Linked DNA regions of Mus musculus: all the other regions are linked to region 3. Evidence: chromatin contacts called from public capture Hi-C and promoter capture Hi-C data. All regions are on one chromosome and are shown on one strand. Each heading gives the region's core, a stretch centred on a gene start, on an enhancer-like site or on the middle of the called end of the contact. The rest is flanking DNA. Distances are from core to core; before and after follow the strand shown.

The links. Promoter capture Hi-C pulls out the DNA fragments that hold promoters and counts their contacts. Capture Hi-C pulls out chosen DNA fragments and counts their contacts.
Region 1: a promoter capture Hi-C map of liver shows a contact between it and region 3, with 2.6 times the contacts expected there. The contact joins the promoter of Eps8l1 here to the promoter of Rasl2-9 in region 3. A contact is called at or near these places in 3 of 39 promoter capture datasets (hippocampal neurons and liver) and 1 of 9 other capture datasets (adipose tissue).
Region 2: a capture Hi-C map of embryonic stem cells shows a contact between it and region 3, with 4 times the contacts expected there. The contact joins the promoter of Nlrp4c here to the promoter of Rasl2-9 in region 3. A contact is called at or near these places in 1 of 39 promoter capture datasets (embryonic stem cells) and 1 of 9 other capture datasets (embryonic stem cells).

The regions. Positions count from the first base shown.
Region 1 is chr7:4,459,294-4,462,846 of GRCm38.p6, forward strand. It overlaps Eps8l1 (EPS8-like 1), which reads left to right and starts at 1,404. Exons shown (of 20, transcript NM_001374622.1): 1 at 1,404-1,731. The coding sequence starts at 1,586. It also overlaps a transcript of Rdh13 not described here.
Region 2 is chr7:6,043,600-6,047,442 of GRCm38.p6, forward strand. Nlrp4c (NLR family, pyrin domain containing 4C) reads left to right here and starts at 1,562. Exons shown (of 10, transcript NM_031389.2): 1 at 1,562-1,622.
Region 3 is chr7:5,124,611-5,128,058 of GRCm38.p6, forward strand. It overlaps Rasl2-9 (RAS-like, family 2, locus 9), which reads right to left and starts at 1,340. Exons shown (of 1, transcript NM_009028.2): 1 at 332-1,340. The coding sequence starts at 1,319. The coding sequence ends at 669. It also overlaps the pseudogene Gm47692.

The DNA of each region.
Region 1 (3,553 bases), core at 154-2,653, 670 kb before region 3:
AGCATTGATTCCATATTTAATCTGCACATATTCTACCGGAGCGTGGACACGCCCACCCTCGGCTCCTTCAAAGACTGGAAATGCCTGTTGTATTTTTCTTTGTTCCTCTCGGGGAATGAATGAGTCTGCGCACTGCCTCTCTGCGCATTGCTGACGCACTACGGGCTGACGCACTACGCAGGGCGGGGACTCCGCATAGGGCGGGAGTGCACCTGGTAGCCGATTGCCCTGAGGCCAATTAGCAAACTGGCCTTCGCCAGCCGCTTTTGGCTTTTTCCTTAAATGACTAGTTAGCACTTTACTTGGCGGCTGGTATCCTTTTCTTTCATAATGAGCCGCTTTTTTCTCCCAGTCTGTTTCCTCAGAGGAGGATTCTTCACTTGCTTCAGAGTTACTAAGAGCTGGCTTCCTGAGCTCATCTAGTGACGAGTATCTCCTAGAGACCTCCGCTAATTGATCTTTTTTCTTTTCTTTTTTCTTTTTCTTCCTTCTAATCTCTCCCCAGGTATTCCTACCTGACCTTAACTTTTCCTCGGGTTCAAGACCCTTGGAAAGGCCTGTATACTTACCGTTTCTCCTTGCTCCTACTCTCTCTCCCCGCTTTACTTCTGATAGACTGTCCTGAATTTCCTCTAGAATTTTCAGCCCTATCTTAAGCACTATATAACATGTGAAAAGGAACAAAAGGGCTCCTAACACCAGAAAAAATTCAAGGCCAAACCTAACTTGTAAAGCCATTTTCCACTTTACTTCTGATAGACTGTCTTGAATTTCCTTAGAAAGTTCAAGATCAGACTTACCTCGTTCCCCAGCTGAAAAGTTCTGAATTCATACAGTTGAATCCTTCTTAACAGTCTGCTTTACGGGAACCTTTATCACCGTCGTTCCCCAGCTGATGAGTTCTGAATTCGGCAGTTGAATCCTTCTCAACAGTCTGTGTTACGGGAACCTTATAACCTTGATTCGCAGTTCTGGTTCTGGAATGAAGTATCCCTCCTGCGCCAGTCCGGAGTTTTTTCTCGTCCCGGATTTTCTCGTCCCGGAATTCGGCACCAATTGTTATTCGACGCGTTCTCACGACCGGCCAGGAAGAACACAACAACCAGAATCTTCTACGGCAAAGCTTTATTGCTTACATCTTATGGGGCCAGAGCGTAAGAAGCAAGAGAGAGCGAAGCAAGAGAGAGAGAAAACGAAACCCCTTTCCTCTTTAAAGAGAACAACAATTGCCTCGGACGCATCACTCCCTGATTGGCTGCAGCCCATGGCCGAGCTGACGTTCACGGGAAAAACAGAGTACAAGTAGTCGTAAATACCCTTGGCTCATGCGCAGATTATTTGTTTACCAACTTAGAACACAGGATGTCAGCGCCATCTTGTGACGGCGAATGTGGGGGCGGCTTCCCACACCCACCCTCCCTGATAACCAGCCACAGTCCCCCTTAACTGTGAGCTTGATTTTTCTCCCCTGGAAGGATTTCCTCGTTGGAGGGGTATGAGTTCGGAGTCGGGAGGGTAGAGATAAGAAAGGTGACAAGGGTCAGTACATCAAGGCCCTACATTTGATACTTCAGAAGGACTCTCAATGCAAAAGAGGAAAATTCCACCTCCTGAACTACAGCGAGCCAGGGCGGACACAGGGTGGGGAATTATCAGCTTCGCTGGAGGCCCAGCATGGCTGAATGAGCAGGCATGGGGCTGGAAAGACTTCTTCAGGGAGAGAGTCCTCAGGTGAGTTTCGTCCACCCTGTGAGGCTGAGTCAGGATAGCCACAGGTGGGAGCCTCGCTTGACTTTGGGAGCCAAAGCTACAGTTAAGAGAGAGGGAGGGAGGGAGGGGTTTTCCTCTGCTGCCAAGAAAGGAGGAAAAACCTCTGCTCTGGAATGAGGGTGGAGAGTCAGGTTTCAGGGTTACCTGTACTGCACACAACCAGAAGTAGCAGCAGAAGGACCGGAGAGTAGGGTGGACAGTGGGTGGGACTCCTCCTTGTTCTCTCTTCAAAGAGAAGAAAGGTTCAGACCTCCTCCCTCAGACTCAGAAGTCCAGCCCCAGCCCTCCTCCCTCAGACCTGAGAGTCCAGACCTCAGCCCTCCTCCCTCAGAGTCCACAATCCATTCCTCCTCTCTCAGACCCAGGAGTCCAGCCCACAACCCTCCTCTCTCAGACCCAGGAGTCCAGCCCACAACCCTCCTCTCTCAGACCCAGGAGTTTGCCCCCAGCCCCCTTTTTCATATCCAGAAGCCTGCCTCTCTCAGACTCATAAGAGGCTCTGAACTCCAGCCCTCCTCCCTCAGACCCTGAAATCAGGCTCCTGAGGTCACAACCAATAACTTTCTCAGACAACTTTTCTCCCTATACATAACGAAGGGGCCTCGGCTCAGCCAGACCCTTTGTGATTGTGTCTCGGGTTGGGTTCCTGAGTCCTCCTGTGTTGGCTTCACACTCTGAGCCTGGGTTGTTTCTCCAGCCATGTGGTTCATGATCATCTATACCTTCCTTCAAACTCTTGTACATACACAATAGCTCAGAAAGAAACATTGTGACATGGTAAGAACATTAGCAGGAGCCAAAAAACCAAAAAACAGTATGGATGGCCTATCCCTGTTTGTAGCATAAGTGTGAGGCCCTTATTGCTGGGTATGTGGTCTTCCCTGAGACCCCAGGTCCCCTCCTCCCTGCCATCATCCTGTGCTCCTAATCACACCATTCAGGGTGACTCATACCCCTTCTTCTCACAGGATGTCTGCAGTGGCCAGGGTCTCCTTTCAAAACCCCCATGGCAAACCAGTCAGCAGTGATCTAAGCGCCCAGTCCTGGCCATGCCAAAGTTCACATTCTAAGGAGGGAAGGCACAAAGTAAACCGTGAACAAATAATGGAATTTAAGGGGAGATGGTTCAGGAGGTAAAGTATAAGCTAGCTGCGCAAACATGAGGACCTCAGCTTAAATCCCCAGGTCCCGTATAAAGTTGGGTGTGATAATGTGATTCTAGAATGGCAATGTTCCTGCAGTAAAATGGGAGACAGAGAGAAGAGAATTCCCTGAGACTCATAGGTCAGCTACCCTGGCGAGCAGCAAAAGAGACCCTGCCTCAAACAAGATGGGAGGTAAGGACTGATACCTGAGGTTGTCCTCTGACTACCATATACACACCGTGACAAATGGCACCTCCCTTTATACACAAGTATGCATACAAGCAAGTGTGTATGCACGTGCTTGCACACACATACACACATGTTCACACACACATCAAAGATGAAGAGATGAGGATTGTCGTTTTAAATCGGTGATCAGCCAGGCCTCTTTGAATAGGTGTCACTTGGAGCAAAAGCCCTGTGGTAGATTGGGGTTTGCCAGGTAAGAAATGATAGTGAGTGGGTGGATGAGCTGGGAATTACAGAACGGAAGAAGGAGAGAGACAAGGAATTGGCTTCCAATCTGCCCTCTGTTTTGCAGGCTTTGAAACTAACATTACATCCACTAACCAGCAATCGACTTCGACAAATCTCTTCTTACTTAATATGGGCCAGCAAGATGGTGCGGTGAATAAAGG
Region 2 (3,843 bases), core at 312-2,811, 920 kb after region 3:
TGATCAATATAAAGTTGACATAAAAACCTGACTATCAGGGGAGGGGATAGGGGATTTTCAGAGGGAAAACTAGGAAAGGATAACATTTGAAATGTAAATAAAGAAAATATCTGCTGGGTGCTGGTGGCGCACGCCTTTAATCCCAGCACTTGGGAGGCAGAGGCAGGCAGATTTCTGAATTCAAGGCCAGCCTGGTCTACAGAGTGAGTTCCAGGACAGCCAGGGCTACACATAGAAACCCTGTCTCAAAAAAACCTAAAGAAAGAAAGAAAGAAAGAAAGAAAGAAAGAAAGGAAGGAAGGAAGGAAGAAAGAAAGAAAGAAAGAAAGAAAGAAAGAAAGAAAATACCTAATAAAAAATAAATAAAAACCCTGACCATCTCCCCATAATATATATAAATATTATATATATATTTACAATGATCTTCCATGTCCATTTGAAGCTGCCCAATGGATGGGTGAAACTCAAATAAGATGGAACCTTGTATAGTTTTCCCATAAAACACACCTACAGAAGCTTAATCTATACATTAGGCATAACAAATTATTTTTTTTAAAGATTTATTTATTATTATATCTAAGTACACTGTCTCCAGACACACCAGAAGAGGGCATGCGATCTCATTACAGATGGTTGTGAGCCACCACGTGGTTGCTGGGATTTGAACTCGGGACCTTCCGAAGAGCAGTCGGTGCTCTTAACCACTGAGCCATCTCTCCAGCCCAACAAATTATTAATAATAACTTATAGTAAATTAGAGCAGCATTAACTATACATGTAAATGTCAATTAATACTAGTGAGTTCTTTATTTCTGGGATTTACCACTTAATTGTTTATTACGTTTATGAATACATGTATAAATTGTGTGTGAGTGGATCAGAGGACAACTTGCAGGAGTAAGTCTTCTCCTTCCACCATGTGGGTATTAGGGACTGAACTCGGGTCTTCAAGGCTTGATGTCAAGTACAACCAGCTGAGCTTTCTCACTGACGGCCCCTCCCCCACTTAATTTTTTCAAATATTGCCAATTTTTGACAGTGGGCAGCCTAAGCCAGGAAAAAGAAGAGCCTTGGTAATCATAGTTAGAACTTGAAATTTTGCCACAAGCGTTGTACAGGCCTGTAGTCCTAGCACTCAGAAGGCTGAGGCAGGAAGAGCCCGAGTTCAAGGCCAGCCTGGACTTTATAGCGGCGACAAAGAGACTGCCTACCCTCATTTATACACTCCTCTTAAATGCTAGATAGTGATGGAACAAATAAAATAACAACACGCGAAGAGGGTGAAGGGATCCATCTCAGCTTCCCATCCATCTCTTCAGGGAGATGCTGGAGGGATTCCGTACAGTCAGAAACCTCGGAGATGCCGTATCCGGAGTGCATCCGGAATCCTACACCAAGATTCACTGCAGTATCTGCTATCTGTAGATACCAGGAACTGAGGGCTCAAAGCCACACCCAACCTCTGACATCAATCACATCCTTCCTTTCTCCAAAAGCCCCCCCCCCCCGCCCCCTGGACCAATGAGAGGAAGTGACGCATTGGCCAATCACATGGCACCATAGACCTTTCTGCCCAGTTCCAGCTGCCATGTATTAAGGACTAACCTGGAAGCCCCAGGGCGGTGAGTCAGCAAATGTTCGGCTTTTTTTTTTCTCCTGTATGCACTTATTTTCTTTATTATTTGAGGAGGGTGTATGTGCGCTTCATTTTTCTTCCTTTTTTCCTCCCTCGTGCCTTGACACACCAGAACCAGTTTGCATCCTGTGTCTTGGTTGTTTAGACTTACTTTTTAGCAGGGTAGCCAAGACACTTTCCGGAACTTAAAATTTAACTATTTAATTTTTTTTTGGGGGGGGAGACAAAAATTACTATTAGACTGAATCCTCTAACGCTTGCTCCGGCTGGATCCACAGACAGTCCTGCTGACTTTATCAGGCTTTTTCCGACTTCGAAGTAAGTAGAGGGACCACAAGAGATTGTTAGGTGGAGACCTCGGAGGAGCGGGTGCTCGTGAGGCCTCGCAGATACAAAGAGAAAATAAATAACGTGTAGGCATCGTGAGGGTTGGATATTTGAGCATGTAGAGGGTAGAGATATATTTATATAATTATATTCATATTTGTGAGGCCGAAAATCAGGAGAACCCACAGAGAAGTAGGCAGATGTGGACACACTGAGTATTTGTGTCTAAGCCCTTTGAGCCAGTTCACCGCCTAGAGCAAAGATCGTTTGATGTTCCGTTTCGGGGGTATAATTCTTTGAAGACTGGCCTTTTTTCTTTTTTCTTGATTGTTAGGTAAATGCAAAGACTATCCTTGCATAGCAATAAAAGGGATCTCTACTGTTGGCTGGAGTGTTGAGTTGTGGTGCCCCCCCCCCAAAACAAATATATCAAAGTCCTGACCTCTAATACCTCAAAAGGTGGCAAGAAGAGATTGATGTAGATTTAATTTAGTTGTTCTAAGGGTAACCCTGTGGAGACCAAAACAATGGATGAATGATATGATAATCGAGGCAGATATTGGAGTTAAATAGCTACAAGGAATAGACAAGATTTTCAGCAAATCTGGGGCTTCGAAGGGGCACGCCAGGGTTTCCCGGATGGAGAGTATGAAGCCACTGACCCCCTACCTCAGAAAGTGTGAGGCAATACAATTCTTAGAGGTTTTGGTGTTGTTGTAGTTGGTTGGTTTTTTGAGACAGTGTCTCAAGGATTGTAGGCTAGCTGAAAAATCGCTGTGTAGCCAAGGGTGACTTTGAACTTCTAATGCCCCCTGGTTTCACCTTCCAGGTTCTGGTATTACAGGTGTGCACCACCACATCTGATTTTCTGTGTTGCTAGGATGGAACCCAGGGCTCTGTACACACTAAGCTGGCATGCTGCCAGTCAACCCATATCCCTAACGATTTCTATAGTTTTAAAGCACTTAGTTGTGTCACTTTGTAACAGGGACCCCTGCAAATTTACCTGTAATATTTACCACAAGTAACTCAGGGTTTATGTTCTGGAAATATTAATGATGTTTTTCAGATCCACAGTATATCAAAGCCAGAAAATTAGCAGTAGCAGGATAGTGTTGGCCAACATAAAAACTATAATATTTACCCTGGTGTGATGTCGCACCAAGACCAGGTAAAATGATAATGAATGAAAAAAAGGAGAGTCAAAGTCAGTAGATTGTTTGAGAGGCCCCAAAAGGTCTAATTAAAAAATACATAAATAAACAAATAAGAAGGTAGTCATGGTATTACAGGATGAATACCATTTCAGAATCAGGAGGCAGAGGCAGGCTCTATGAGTTCAAGGCCAGCCTGGTCAACACAGCAAGTTCCAGGACAGCCAGGGCTACACAAAGAAACCCTGTCTCAAAAACAAAGCAAACAAACAAACAAAAAGCTAAAGAAGCCTGGGAGTGGTGGGACATGCTTTTAACCCCAGTACTCAGGAGGAAAAGACAGTGGGATCTCTGAGTTCAAGGCCAGCCTGCTCCATAGGTGAGTTACAGAACATCAGGGTTACACAGAAAAACCCTGTCTCAAAGCTAACAACAAAAACTACTTAATGTTTCTAGTGTATTGTTTTTAAGTGTTTGGGTGTGTTTCCATAAGAGTTTTTACATTAAACATTTGTTAACACTTCCTGTGTCTCAAACAATTGGGTTCTGGAACAAGTTTGTGTGCTTGCTCATCCTTCCAACCTCCCGACACCTGTGAGAGAGAGAGAGAGAGAGAGAGAGAGAGAGAGAGTGTGTGTGTGTGTGTGTGTGTGTGTGTGTGTGTGTGTGTGTGTGTGTAAATAATTTCTGGAGGAACAAAATGACTTTCTTTTGACCCAACTTACT
Region 3 (3,448 bases), core at 90-2,589:
CATATAATAAATAAATAAATCTTAAAAAAAAAAGAAATTCGCCTGCCTTTGCCTTTCAAATGCTGGGATTAAAGGCATTTAATTAAAGGCACCACCACTCCCGGCTTATCAGATTGCTTTATATTGCCTTTGCTATGTTTGGTATGTCTTTTGTATCCCTAGGCTCTCAAGGAGTTTTATGATAAAGAGGTGTTGGATTTTGTCAAAGGCCCTTTGTGCATCTAAAGATATGATCATGTTTTTTTTCCCCTTTTAATTTGTTTATGTGATAGATTACATTTGCTGATTTTATTTTTCTCTTTTTTAGAAGATATTTAGAAGATATTTCAAATATGAAATACAACTTTATTCTGATTCTAAATGAAAGAGTGGGAATGACAGTTACAAACAAGATTTCACCACTGACTATTGTGATGCTACGGTAGCAGTCTTATCTTTGAAATCCAGAACAACTCTGTTCCAGGGGGCTAAATACGCAAGTCCAAAAAAATGAAGGTGTATTTTAACTGCCACATTCACTCCGAAGCCCATTCATCTCCTTCAGCATCCCAATGAATTGCACGATCTCCTTTAGCTAAATAAGGTGGCACACACACTGCACCGCTGGCTGGCATCACAGGACAGTTGCCTAAAATAGACTTCTGACGCAGGGCTCCAGCTTCACTTTCTCACAGGTCATCTTCCTCATCTGGGAGAGCAGTCGTCTGAGCAACCTCTAAATCATGCTCGTACTGTGCTGCCAAAGCTGGGTCCATGACTACCTCAGGTGGGGCAAGAGCAGGCATGGCAACGAACTCCAAGTTAGGATCTCCAATGAGCTTTCTGGCAAGCCAGAAGAAAGGCTTTTCAAAGTTGTAGTTACTTCTGGCAGAAATGTCATAGTACTGAAGATTCTTCTTTCGGTGGAAGAGAATAGGTTTTGCCTTCACTTTCATGTCTTTAACATCCACTTTGTTGCCACACAATACAATGGGGATGTTTTCACACACACGCACTAGATCTTTATGCCAGCTAGGCACATTCTTGTAAGTAACTCTTGATGTTACGTCAAACATTATAATGGCACACTGGGCTTGGATGTAGTAGCCATCGCGCAGCCCCCCGAACTTCTCCTGACCGGCTGTGTCCCACACATTGAACTTGATAGGTCCTCTGTTGGTATGGAAGACTAATGTGTGCACCTCCACGCCCAGGGTGGCTACATACTCCTTCTCAAACTCTCCGGTCAAGTGGCGCTTCATGAATGTCGTCTTTCCGGTGCCGCCGTCGCCCACCAGGACGACCTTGAACTGGACCTGCGGCTCTCCCTGGGCGGCCATCGCGGCGATCCTGCCGGAGAGAGCGGCTGCTGCACGTGCGCCCTCTAAAGGCAGCGGCCGGGAAGAGCGCGCGGGAAGGCAGACTCTGTACCAGACTGTGGGGGAAGGGAAGCTGGGCACCGCCCGCCGCTGCGGTGCCCACCCGAAGGACAACCAACCCTCGTGTTGCGCTCTGCCGGGTCCTTCCAGCTACCTTCCAGGACTGATTTTCACTTACTGAACCATCTCTGCATTTCTTGGATGAAGCCTACTGAATTGTACCGAATCAAGGATTCATGACAGGGACACAGAGGAAGGCAGCTTGGCTCAGTGAACTGCCTGCCATCCTGAACAGATCTGTTAGATCTGAACTTTTCTGACAAAACTCCTTTTGCCTAAGCAACGGGCTGCACAATTTGTTTTTAGAGACAAAGGAAAAAAAAAAGGCGATCTTATGTCAAATATAAAAGAAATATAGAGCCGGGTGTGGTGGCGCACACTTTTAATTCTAGCACTCAGGAGGCAGAGGCAGGCGGATTTCTGAGTTCGAAGCCAGCCTGGTCTACAAAGTGAGTTCCAGGACAGCCAGGGCTATACAGAGAACCCTGTTTCGAAAAACCAAAAAAAAAAAAAAAAAAAAAAAGTATATATATATATATATATATATATATATATATATATATATATATGTGTGTGAAGGAATGGAAGAATTAAATGAGAGTCAGAGATTGAACTCTTGTAGAAAGCCAAGCTTGATATCATAGGTAGTAGGAAATTTTTTTTTTTTTTCAGTTACTGAAGCACTTTAATTTCTTTACACAATGACGTGTTGCTGGGGCCTAATGTTCTCACTGAACAGTAGAAAACCAAAATTTGTCATTTCTTAAAGAATTGAGTACAACAAAACCTTACATAAATTAAAGAATGAATACATTTACAGGTGTCGATGCAAACGTTCCCAACTCAAGGCAACTAACAACCGATGGTGGTCAGGAGGGAAGAAACCAGAACGGAAACTGGGTCCTAAGGCTCGGACTTTCCCACCCTGTTAGACTGGCAAGAAGGAGTGGTAACTGGTTCAGGAGCCCTTGCCAGCCTCGGGAAATCCTGGAAGTCTGCTGTTGGTTAATACCCTGCACAGATCACTCCGTGGTGCTCACAGAGATCCACCAGGCTGGGCCTTTCTCTTCCACTGCGTGTTCTCCCCAGCCCCAAGTGACCGAGCCACATGAACTAAGGACTGAATCAAGATATGCACAGGGTGTTAAACATATACCAAGGGAGCAGTTAACTTGAATACAAGGTCAAAAATCAGCAAGTTCTATGATCCAGTGCTGATATCAGATACACGCTTCAAGGACAAATTTCTTTTCAAAGGCTTATTCCAGTTTCATGAGGCTAGCATGAGGTGTGTACATTTGCCAGGGCAAATCGATACTTCAATACCAGCTCATGCAGCAGATGCCTGGCACCTGCTCAGTCCATCTAGAAGCATTTGCAGTGGACGATGGGCCCGACTCATCATACTCCTGCTTGCTGATCCACATCTGCTGGAAGGTGGACAGTGAGGTAGGATGGAGCCGCAGGTCCAGACTGAGTACTTGCGCTCAGGGGGAGCAATGATCTTAATCTTCATTGTGCTGGGTGCTAGGGCTGTGATCTCCTTCTACATCCTGTCAGCAATGCCTGGGTACATGGTGGTACCACCAGACAGCAGTGTATTGGCATACAGGTCTTTGCAGATATCCACATCACACTTCATGATGGAGTTGAAGGTGGTCTCGTAGATGCCACAGGATTCCATGCCCAGGAAGGAATGCTGGAAGAGTGCCTCCGGACACCAGAACCGCTCATTGCCAATGGTGATCACCTGCCCATCGGGCAGCTAGTAACTCTTCTCCAAGGAGGAAGATGATGCAGCAGTAGCCTTTTCTTGCTCAAAATCCAGGGCAACATAGCACAGCTTCTCCTTGTCACAATTTCCCTCTCAGCAGTGGTGGTAAAGCTGTAGCCCCGTTCAGTCAGGAATTCATGAGGTACTCTGTCAGGTCCTGGCCAACCAGGTCCAGACACAAGATGGCGTGAGGAAGGGTGTAGCTGTCATAGATGGCCACTGTGTGTGTGACCCCGTCACCAGAGTCCATGACAAT